Linked DNA regions of Mus musculus: all the other regions are linked to region 1. The links are chromatin contacts, called in public ChIA-PET and promoter capture Hi-C maps. All regions are on one chromosome and are shown on one strand. The core of a region is the stretch at or near the end of the contact, and the rest is flanking DNA. Distances in the headings are between cores, read along the strand shown.

Region 1 (3,739 bases), core at 546-3,045:
AGACCTTGGAGACAAATCTGGAGACATGTCTGGGAGTGATTTTCTAGATTAAGTTAACTAAAATAGAAAAAAAACTCACCCTAACTTCCAAACCAGATAAAAATGGAAAGAGGGAGCTGAGCCCTAACATGCACCTCTCTTTGCTTCCTGTCTACAGCTGAAAACTGACCTGCTGCCTCAGGCTCTGCTGCCATAAATACCCTGCCACAATGGACGATATGTTGGAATTGTGAGCCAAAACAAACCTTTCCTTAAGTTGTTTGTCCCAGGGTATCATCACAGCATAGGACAAATAACTCCTATACCAAGGGGCACACCACAACATCCAAAACATACATGGTATGCCTTAAATGCTTATTAGCTAACTATTGCCCTGCTACTCAGTATTACCCAGACTTTCCTGGCCCTTCCAAATCTACCTCCATACCTCAAAGCAGCTCACCAGTCCATTTTCCCAGTCCTCTCTTTACAAATAGTCCGTATCTTGTAGCTAGGTGTATTTGCTTAGATATCCAAGTGTTTCTGTCTAGGGTTAAAAAAATTGTTACCCTTTTACCTTTGGATTGTAGCTTCTTGATGTGAATAGCAGGGTTTTGTATAAGATAAACAATTAGCTTCCTTTTCGGTCTTGAAATTCTTTGATTTCATGCATCCTATCCAGCTTTCCTCAAAATATTTGCTAGAAAATTAATCTAATAAAATAAAATTGAGTCAGTGCCAAAGATCATTCTAAGTAAAATTCTGAAGTTAGCAGCACGCACGCACGTGCACACACACACGCACACACACACACACACACACACACACACACAAAACTCATCTGCTGTCTGGTTAGCTTTAAGGGCTGACACCTCATAACATTTCAGCGTTTCGAAGCTGTTACAAGTATTATCAATGGGTTTAATTTGCTTTTTTAAAACCCCTTCCTTTGTGTAAAGACAAATGGAAATTCTTCAAAATGAACTAAGTTATGAGAAAGAGTGGAAGCTTGAGCAAAATTCTCTTCTAACGTCATTGTGGAACCAGTCCCCAGAGACATGGGGGACTTGGAGAGCACCTCAAGTCAGTGCCGACCTGGTCCTGCAGGTACCAACTGGGAACATCATGTTGGTAGGTATTTTTATATTGTTTTTTTTTTTTTTAGACTTCGTCTGATTAAGGCTTCCACCAAGAACAGGATTTCCTTTGACTGTCGTGTGTTTTGTTTCAATGAGCAGGTGTTGTTACTACCTACAGGGCCCAAGTCGGTGGTCTAAGAGGAAGGGGGAAAGCCATTTGTCTCTTCTGGAATCAAGCTAGTTGGTCCTTGAAGCGAAATTGCGGAGGCCCGAGATGGTTCAAAATTGAACAGGATGGGGTTTGAAACTGTTGCAGGGGAAGGTGTGCGTGACAGCCACCTGACACGCCTTTGATGTGCCGCCTCTCTTGGCCAGTTAGCTCTGAATCTCTAACAGTCTCTGGACTCTAGGGCGTTATCCTTGCCCCTGGCCAATTCCTGCGGTACCCACCCGGCCATTCCCTCTCCTGCCTCTGGGATCCCGCGCTCCCATCCCCCTCTCCCTTTCTTCCTCCACTCCCCGTCCCCCCGCCCCTCTCGCCCCCTCCCTTTTCTCTCCATGCCCTCCAGCCCAGCCCACTCCGCTTTCTCATTCCATTTTTTAGGCACACAATCTCGCTCACGCTGCAAACGCCCACAGCCCCCTCCTCCGTGGGCGGCACCGCGGGCCGGCTGCTCGCAGTTGCGCAGGCGCGCTGAGCGGCAGGCGAAGGGGAGGGGGTGCTGGCGGGCTCCGCGCAGGCGCGCGCTGCTCAGCTGGGCACGGCTTGGCACCGGAGTCTTTCCCTCGCTCTGTCTAGGCTGCCGAGCTTCTCCTGGTGTAGAGGCGCTCGTCTGCACCATGTTTCTCCACTCAGTCAACCTCTGGAATCTGGCGTTCTATGTCTTCATGGTGTTTCTGGCGACCCTGGGGCTGTGGGATGTCTTCTTCGGCTTCGAGGAAAACAAGTGCAGCATGAGCTACATGTTCGAGTACCCCGAGTACCAGGTACGGCCCTCCCTTACCTGCGCGCCCACACCTCCCGGGCTTCTCTCGGGCTCAGATGGAACGCTCCGACTCGGAGCTCTCCTGGCACTCGAAGTCTCCTGCTTCGTGCTGGGCAGGGCATCCTCGCCTCCGCGACCCCTCGTCCCCCACCCAGACTCCGGACCCCGACTTCTGACCGCCAGAGAGCCAGCTCTGGTCCCTCTCCCCAATCCTTATACTTCCCGGACCCTCCTTTGCTTGCAAGGAGATGATTTCTCTTCGCGCCCAGTGATGGGCGTGCGTCAGATTTCGCTTTTCTGGAAAGAAGCAGCGTCTTGCAGAGTTGCCAAAGCTGATTTAAAAAAGAGGCTCTGAGGTTTTACCTCTGGGTGAAGTGACAGACTGGCCTGATTAATAATTAAACTGAAAACTATCTAGTTTTCCTCCGGTGGAGAATTTTGCCGATCCACCTGTTCTGTAGGTTTTGAGTCCGTGGGTGTGTGAGTGTGCGTACCTGTGTTTTCGCATGCCTCTGAACAGTCAGTGACCTGCATAATCGATTACGATATCTGTTATAATCGGTTGCATGTACATTCTGGTGTTATTTTGTCTTCTCACTGGGTTTAACAGGATCTGCCTCCTCTTTCATCGCCCCCCCCCACCTCCTCTGTTCTAATTTGAATGCTTTCATTAATTGCTTCATTTGTTCCGCGTAGTAGAATCTAAAATTTCATTCATGACCAGCAGTAGAAAGAGATGATAACAAATTACACAGCTGTCAGGAGAAATTCCCTTTGGTGATATTTTTCTTGAGATTTCTAAATGAATCTAAATTTTGGAATATCTATTATAATAACTCCTATAAAATATGCATAATACATTTTGATAAGGTGCATTCTTAGTATACTTTTAGGATCATAGCAGATTTTTTTTTCTGTCGATAAAGAATGAAAATCAGGATTGAGTCTGTGTACAGGTCCTTATAGAGGGAGCCTGTTTGATGCTCTCTTATTTACATTTAAAAACTGAAGTTTAAGTTGCTGAGGAGCAAGCATCCTTTCCCATGGATATTTTCTAGTAGATGAGTTCCTACCTTGATTTTGCATCAGTGGTTATGAGGGAAAGTGAACACTGCATTTCAGATGCTTTTGGAGATTTTTAACAAGTTAGTGTTAATTCCAAAGCTAATGAACTGATATGATGTTGGCTTATGTTCATTAGAATCTTAATAGTTAAAAATAAGAACTTTAGGGTTTTTTTAAAAACTGAAAATAGAGTTTATTTTAGTTCTCTTTCATTGCCTATGATTTAATAATTTGAAAACTCGGTAATATTGAAGCAGGTCGCTTTAGTGTAGTACTGTATTCAGTGGTTACAATAAAATCATTTTGGAACAATAGTTTCCATTTATTTTTAGATTTCCCACAATTATTTGGTCTGTTTTAATATTTGCAGTAGTAGAAATTGCCTCCATGTTCAGAACAAAGCATATGGATCTCACAGATGGGCCTTGTGCCTCATGAAATTGACTAGAAAGAGAAAATTAGTGTCATTGAGACAAAAGAGCTAGTGGGCTTTTTTTGTCGGTATGTAGTTATTTTGGTACAAATTGCTGTTTTGGAGTTTGACACTTAATAATTTGTGTGCACAGTAATAATCATAGTGGTGGAAGTTTTAGTACACATTTTTAGCAGACTTTGAATGAATTATGTTAT
Region 2 (3,739 bases), core at 695-3,194, 500 kb before region 1:
GTCTCTTAAAAAAAAAAAAAAAATGTTGCTCACAGGCAGAACATTTGCCTACCATGCATAAGGCCCTGAATTCCTGCCAGAAGAAAGACACACAAAAATTACTAAGATGCCTGTTCCTAAAGAGAAGAACTTAGAGTCAAGTTGAGTGGGAAATTTATATACAATACCAGGTTTTGTAACAAATTCATACATTGGTTTCTTAAGCCCCACAAGATACCCTTACCTAATCCTGATCATACTCCTAAGAAAACCACATATGCTTAAAACAAATTAACAGGTTTCCTGATCAGTATGCCTATTTGGTTATACTGCTCTGGGCAATACATCTATTTCACACACTATTAAGCGTTAGGGGTTGAGAGCTCAATGATAGAGCTGGTTGACATGTTCATGGCCCTGGGTTAGATCCAGCACCTCTCCCTTCAACTGCCCCATACAACTAGCTACATACACAGTCAAGCTAACAAGTGAGTACTGTAACATATTGAAAACAGACTTTGTAATCACTAATATTCCAAAACTACTCTCTCAAATAACATATTACATTAAAGGCCAGAACACAAGATAATGTAATACTTTTATGCATTTATATACCATTTTTGTTGCCTTTTTTTTTTTTAGATCCAGTCACTTGGTATTTCCCAGGCTGAGGCTGGTATGGACTTTCTGAGCATGAGCCTCGGACCATAAGCAGCAAAGCAACATTTAATCAGTAATATAAGCAGTATGTCCTGCTTGAAAAGCTATCTTTTGAGGATAAACTACCCGATTTCACAGTTTCAACATGTTTGTGTAAGATTTGGAGATGAAGCATGGCTGCTAGTTTCTGTTTGTTTTTGAGACAAATCTTACCTTGTAGCTCTGGCTGATATGCAACTAGCTACACAGACCAGGCTGGCCTCCAAAGCACCAGACCTGGCCTCTTGGCTGACATTTTAAAGTCTTCATTCAACCAAAATGTTCTGAAACCCAGGCAAGAGTTGGACTTTCTCCTCTGTAATGTATACATATTGATTCATCTCAAATACCAATTTTCTTTTCTTTTGGTCCTGAGACAGGGGCTCACTTTGTAGTTCGGGTTGGCCTTGAACCCACCGCGATACTTACTTGACTTTATTGCTAAAATTACAGGTGTGAGCCGCCACTCTGAGTTAATTTTAATTTTTGAGAATACTTTATTACAGTCTTATTTGTAATAGAAAACTGCATTGTAGACTTATAGTGTCCTTCAGGTCTCTAGGTTCATCTCCACCTAAAGGACCAAGCAGGAAAACCGAGGACAGAGCCATCTTCAAGGTTACAGGACCTCAAAGTTACAGTGTAGTGAAAAAAACAACAGGTCCTCTTTGTTGGCTGTGTTTCATTTTGCAAGCGCTGAGTGGCCGGGGTCAAAGAACTCCACAGCAAGTGAGAGAGCGTCTGACAAGCGGTTCACCGCCAGGACACGCACTCCCACGGCCCGGGAGCCGGCGCTCTCGGGCGCAGTTAAACTTTCCCGACGGCCGCCGCCCACCTCTTGGAGACCGGAAGGGCGGGAGCCGGAGACCCGGCTGCTTGTCCGTCCTCCCACGGCCGTCTCGTCGCTGACTCACCCCGATAATATGAGGTGCACGCAGACCAGCCGGCCGAGCGCCGCGCCCCGGGTCTCCGGAGCCGACTAGGGTCAGCGCCCCGGCCACAGGCCCGTCCCGAACCCGCCGCCCGGAAAACCTCCGCTCGCTACCTGACGTCGCGCGCAGACCCCCGCGCCGGGGCTTCCGTCACGGTGGTCGACTTCGGATGGCACCCCGATGCCACCCTCGCCAGGGCCCTCTGACTGGTCCGAGCTGCCATGATCATCTTTGTGAAGCCGGTAGCCAACGCGGGCACCCGGAACGAGGCGCCGCCCTCAGGCCGGCCTGGAGGGACGGCTCCTGCGCCTCTCAGCCAATCCGGGAGCCCTCTGAGCAGCTGGACACGCCTCTTCCCACTAAGTCCCTCCCAACCCCATGACGCCACGCTGACGCTAGGCTGACGCACGTGTCCAGTGCCGCCTCGGGACAGCCAATCGGGGCGCGGATCTCCGGGACACGCTCTGCTCCTGCCAGGAGTCTGCCACTTATGTAATCTTCGTGACGAACTCCTGGGTTCACCTACGGTCCGGGTTTTTTCCTGGAGCTATTTGGGGTCGAGTCTCGAGGCTCGGCTCGTGAGGGCCGCCCTGCCGGGGGAGGAAAGCCCAGGAGCTGGCTAATTATGTAACTGCCTCCCACACCCACCCCACCCAGCGCTGGCCCAGCGTGTTTTCGCTCCTGCTGCCGAGCCTGGCAGATTTTACTGTGTATTGACGATCTCAAACGGTACCTGCTGTGCTGACCCTGAGGTGTTGTTCAGAGAGCAACTTCGGGTCATACCGCCCCGAACAGGCCCAGTGACCTGTCAGTTCTAGCTGCCTTCTTCATACGTGGCCAAGATATGGTGTAGTGTTGCCTTTATGATCCAGGTTTTTCTCATTCTATACAAAGCAACAATTTTGCTTGCCACATTCAGGGATTGGATGAGGTCCTGACTTACATATAAGGGAGGGGCACACGTAACAAACGCATATGTGAAGGTCAGAGTCTTCCCATGTGGGTCTAAGGAATAAGAACTCACTTAACAGGCTTGCATAGCGATTGTTTTTTTTTAAATGATTAGCCATCTCACTGACTCTAATACAGTTTTTTAAAAAATAGAATTATATTTTATTACTATATGAATGTACGTGTGTGATGTGTGTTTGGCTTATGAAAGTCAGACGGCACATTTGTGAAGTCACCTCTTCACCTTCCATCTTTATGTGGGTTCCTGGAGATTCAATTTGAGTCATCAGACTTGCACAGCAAGTTCTACCCAGTAGGCCATCCTGCCTGCTGCATTTGGTTAGCAGAGCTTGAGGAATAAATGAGATTGTTGGTTAAACATAGGCAATAATATATTTTGAAAGACTTACTAGATGTTGGAGGTGTGAATGAGTCTGTCTCCTCACATAGCTCATATTCCAAAAGGGAAGATAGAACTAATGTGTACTGCATTATCGGGTAATTATGTGACTTGTATGTGGTGGTTTGAATATGCTTAGCCCATGGGAAGTGGTACTATTAGGAAGTGTAGCATTGTTGGAGTAGGTTTGGGCTTGTTGGAGGAGGTGAGTCACTGTAGGAGTGAGCTTTGAGGTCCAAAGCTTAAGCTTTGGCCAGAGCAGAAGAGACCCTCCTCCTGGCTGCCTGGAAAAGGGCATCTCTTCCCACCTGCTTCTGAGTCAAGATGTAGAACTCTTGGCTTCTCCAGGACATGTTTGACTGTACACTGTCATGCTTCGTGCCGTGATAATGGACAGAACCTCTGAAATCAGCCTCAATTAAATGTTGTCCTTTATAAAAAGTTGCTTTGGTCATGGTGTCTCTTCATACCAATAGAAACCCTAAGATGTGGAGAAAAAAAAAAAAAGAGTAGAGCACAGTGTGCTGTGCCTGTAATCCTGGCACTAGAGATACTGAAAGAAAAACTACCCAGGCTAGATTGAACTGCACAGGGAGATGCTTAAAAACATTGAAAATGAAATGATGATGTAGCTGGAGAGATAGTTCAACAACTAAGAGCTGCTATTGCAGGGGAGACCAGTTCCATTGCCAGAATTGATGTTAGGCAGCTCACAACATCAGTAACAGTTCGAGGATATCTGTTAACCTCTCCTGTTCTCTGCAGGCACTGACACACA
Region 3 (3,739 bases), core at 863-3,362, 280 kb before region 1:
CGATTTTCTGCAGTTTGACTGTCAAGAGTATGTTTTCAAACTTGCTGTTTGGAAACTTCCAGCTTAGCATCCTGGAAGTAAATTTTGTTTTCCTAATGTTTAAAAAAATGCTCAGAGACAACTTTAAACCAGTCAGGTGAAAATGAGAATCCTAGAGGTCTCTGTAGGTCTCTCAGCCTATATATTTCACAGCACTTTACGAGAATGCTTGCTCCGTCTGTGGAACTTCCTCACTGAGGCACCTCTGTCAGTGTTGGCATAATGTGCAGGCAGCTTATGTACTGGGCTCTCAAATTATATTTGCTAAAAATATGTTGGAGTTTAAAGTACACCATTAAACATGTAGCTAAATGAATTTAGACATGTTCTAAACATAATTGTAGCATTGAGAGGAAGCTCAACACTGGGGTGACTGTCAACATCAACATTTTCAGAGTTTTTGCTAGAAAAGGATTTAGCTAGGTGTGCTGACACATGGTGTAATCCCAGCACTGGGGAGGTGGCTGCAGAAGGAGTAGGAGTTCAAGGCCAGCTTCAGCTACTTAAGTTTGAGGCCACCTGGGCTGCCTACATGGGACTATCTCAAAAGCAAGCAAGCAAGCAAGCAAGCAAGCAAGCAAGCAAGCAAGCAAGCAAGCAAGCAAGCAAGCAGACTTGATGATTTTGTTAAATCTTAACTGCTTAAGCTTCAGCGCTACTTTCTTTCTCCACGTTATTCATGCTGTTTTCCAGATGGAGGGGGACAGTGTGAATGATTGCTCACAGCCATATGTGTGAGTGAGCACATGTGTTTACATGCATGCTGCTCAGCAGTAAACACAGGAATGATGGGACAAAAGGACCCAGGGGACAGTCCCAAGCTTACGCTGCCTGAAATCCCACATTAAATCACTCTCAGGGTAATGCTGTGGGTGCCTAAGCCTGGATTCCTTTACATCTTTAAGGAGCTGTGTAGAGATGAGGGGCATGGGAGAGGAAAGTGCTCAGAAACCCAGGGACCCCTGGTCGTCACGCCACATGAACACATGTTGAACAGCAGCCTGGTGCTGTCGTTCATTTGTCAAACACCTTCCCCCTCTTTTGTGTGCCCTAGCCCCTATCTAGGTCTTGTTCAAGTGATGCCTCCTCCCTAGGCTGACTCCTGTGCTGTCCTGGTCAGTTAAACAAGACTTCTGGGATGGTTGAACAGAGGAGAGCCCTCTGAGCTCTCTGCAGTCTATCTTGGTGCAGAGGGAAACCTGGCAGCTCTTGCCTCGGGTCTGGGGAACTCTGGAGTACCATCTTGCACATTTGTGTTGTCTACATGGGGCATCCTTATTTGCCCAACTCTATTGGGCATTCTCCGAGGAATGGACTACAATATACATTTCTTTTGTGTATTTTATAAAAATAGCATACCATAGGCATTCATAAAATGCTTTCAGCTCTGTAGCTCTTCTTTGTGCAACACATGGCCAGGCTATGTTACAATATGTCTGTATTTCTAGAACACTATATCCCTGTAAAGAAATTAGGTAATCCTGTAGCTTAACTGGGAGATAACCACAGTATGTTGTTGTTCTTACAGGTTTTAAGAGAGGGATGTAGTAAGAGCCCACTTTAGTGATAACTCAATATCTTATGTATTGGTATTTTTGTGTTCAACAGCAGCATCCAGGAAATGTGTCAAAGAGTATATATTAGTCTATTATTATGGGTGATAGGAATGGTTATCAAGGTTTTCTTTACCTGACTTTGTATTGTTGTAGTAAAAAATTACTTAAGATATAACCTAGCAAACACAAGACAAAGAGACAATGCATAAGGGTTTGATGCCCCCTTGTCATTTTTTTCTGGTTTTGAAACTGCATGATTGAAAAAAAAAAGGTATCTTCTAAGTTTTGAGTTGGGAACTAAATATAGAGAAAGGTACTACACATTTGCTGCTGTTCTTCATTTAGCTCATAGCACAAGGAGATCCTCCTCTGTTAGTGAGACCTGGACTGAGCAAGCAGTACTCAAACCGGAAGCACCAGGCTGTGATCTTGTGGTCGTGCTGCGGATGAGTAACAGGTCCTGCAGATGTGGGATGTGCTACCTTCAGAGGCCCTGCAACTTCCGGTCTCTGTCAAGGGAGCATCGCACAGCTAGCAACTGGCTTTCCCCAGCAAAGAGGATCACAGCTCTACTACACTCCTCCAGCAACCTCCTGCTGGTGCCTGGGCTGGCTGCTGCAGAGAGCCCTGCACTCTGCCCAGTCAGTGAGAGTCTTTAGGCAGCTCCAATGGAGTGGGCTGCTCAGACCAATCTAAAGGTGTGGAGAGCACATGTACCCTTTAGATTGCAGACTGGTCACAGAGACCCTGTTTCCTTGCATAGTTGAGGAATACCCATCCCTGAGAGCTCTCTCCTAAACTGGTACTGTCATCTTCTCCCTTGTGTCACATTTCTCTTAGCTTTTACACAATCTACTACGAGGCTTATTATTTGGAAAAAAAAACAACTCTTTTTTTTAAATTAATAAGCATTCTATTAATTTTTATTAGGTATTTTCTTTATTTACATTTCAAATGTTATTCCCTTTCCTAGTTTCCCCTCTGAAAACTCCCTATCCCTTGCCCTCCTCCCCCTGCTCCCCAACACACCCACTCTTGCTTCCTGGCCCTGACAGTCTCCTATACTGGGGCATAGAACGTTCACAGGACCAAGGGCCCCTCCTCCCATTGATGACTGACTAGGCCATCCTCTGCTACATGTGTAGCTAGGGCCATGAGTCCCACCGTGTGTTTTCTTTGGTTGGTGCTCTGGGGGTACTGGTTAGTTCATATTGTTGTTCCTCCTAGGGGGCTGCAAACCCCTTCAGCTCCTTGGGTTCTTTCTCTAGCTCCTTCATTGGGGACCCTGTGCTCCATCCAATGGATGGCTGTGAGCATCCACTTCTGTATTTTTCAGGCACTGGCAGAGCCTCTCAGGAGACAGCTATATCTAAGACAGGGTCTCGTGTAGCTCAGGCTGGACTTTAACTTATCTATTAGCTGAGGATAACTTTGAACTCCCAATCCTTTGCCTTTACTTTCCAAGTGCTGAGATTATAGGTATGTGCTACACCATGCCTGGCTCTACAGTTCTTCTTTTTCTTTTTCTTTTTTTTCTTCTTTTCTTTTTCATGAAACACTTTGTTTTTATGTGCATGCACCTGCTTACATGTATGTGCACAATGTTCATACAGTGTCCATGGATGCCAGAGAAGGGTGTTGGTTCCCTTGGAGCTGGAGGTATAGACAACTGTGAACTGTGTGATGAAGGAGCTGAGAATCAAATGTGGGTCCTCTATAAGATCTGCAGTTCTCACTGAGGTGCCTCTCCAGCCCCCCAAACTCAACTCTCAAGTCACCCTCCCCCTGCAAAAACAGATTACAGCTTGCCAATTCTACAGAAGAGAGTCCAAATGTAATAGGCAGCTTTATCCTCAGCTTCTGTGATCTTACCCCACTGACTTCTTTCCCTCCATCCATTCACCCATGTTCACCATGGAGAAAACTGTTCCTTCTACTCACACCCTTCAAAGCGTGAAGGTGCTTGCTCTCTTTCCACTGACACCCCATCTTTTTAAACCCTCACCAACCTCCAGTCCTTAATTCAAAGGCTGCATCTTCCAGAGGGCCAGACACAGTTTCTCTCTCATTCATGTTACATATGCTGTGTGCTTCCTGTTACGTGTTAGAGCTCTCAAGGGAAGGATGGCAAGTTTCATATGCTT

What was found. ChIA-PET counts read pairs in DNA pulled down with a chosen protein or histone mark. Capture Hi-C pulls out chosen DNA fragments and counts their contacts.
Region 2: a contact with region 1 is called in a promoter capture Hi-C map of adipose tissue, with 2.7 times the contacts expected there. The contact joins the promoter of Coq10b here to the promoter of Pgap1 in region 1. A contact is called at or near these places in 11 of 39 promoter capture datasets (the 3T3-L1 cell line, cranial neural crest, embryonic stem cells and 7 more), 2 of 484 Hi-C or Micro-C datasets (cortical neurons and nephron progenitors), 7 of 115 datasets of contacts at active chromatin or transcription factors (astrocytes, bone marrow-derived macrophages, double positive thymocytes and 4 more) and 3 of 9 other capture datasets (adipose tissue, liver and pancreatic islet).
Region 3: a contact with region 1 is called in an RNA polymerase II ChIA-PET map of memory CD8 T cells, with 44 read pairs. The contact joins the enhancer-like site here to the promoter of Pgap1 in region 1. A contact is called at or near these places in 2 of 39 promoter capture datasets (liver and pre-B cells) and 4 of 115 datasets of contacts at active chromatin or transcription factors (effector CD8 T cells, embryonic hindbrain, forebrain and 1 more).

Annotation. Positions count from the first base shown.
Region 1 is chr1:54,555,740-54,559,478 of GRCm38.p6, reverse strand. It overlaps Pgap1 (post-GPI attachment to proteins 1), which reads left to right and starts at 1,795. Exons shown (of 27, transcript NM_001163314.2): 1 at 1,795-2,045. The coding sequence starts at 1,899.
Region 2 is chr1:55,050,975-55,054,713 of GRCm38.p6, reverse strand. Coq10b (coenzyme Q10B) reads right to left here and starts at 1,944. Exons shown (of 5, transcript NM_001039710.1): 1 at 1,724-1,944. The coding sequence starts at 1,839.
Region 3 is chr1:54,840,319-54,844,057 of GRCm38.p6, reverse strand. The region is part of intron 1 of Ankrd44 (ankyrin repeat domain 44); the gene reads left to right. Among named protein-coding and RNA genes, the nearest start is that of Ankrd44, 84 kb to the left of the region's middle. Within about 2 kb of position 2,112, at least 94 of the 459 cell types and tissues checked have an H3K27ac peak or open chromatin away from gene starts, as enhancers often do. A contact at or near this core is called in effector CD8 T cells, memory CD8 T cells and pre-B cells, where this site is marked.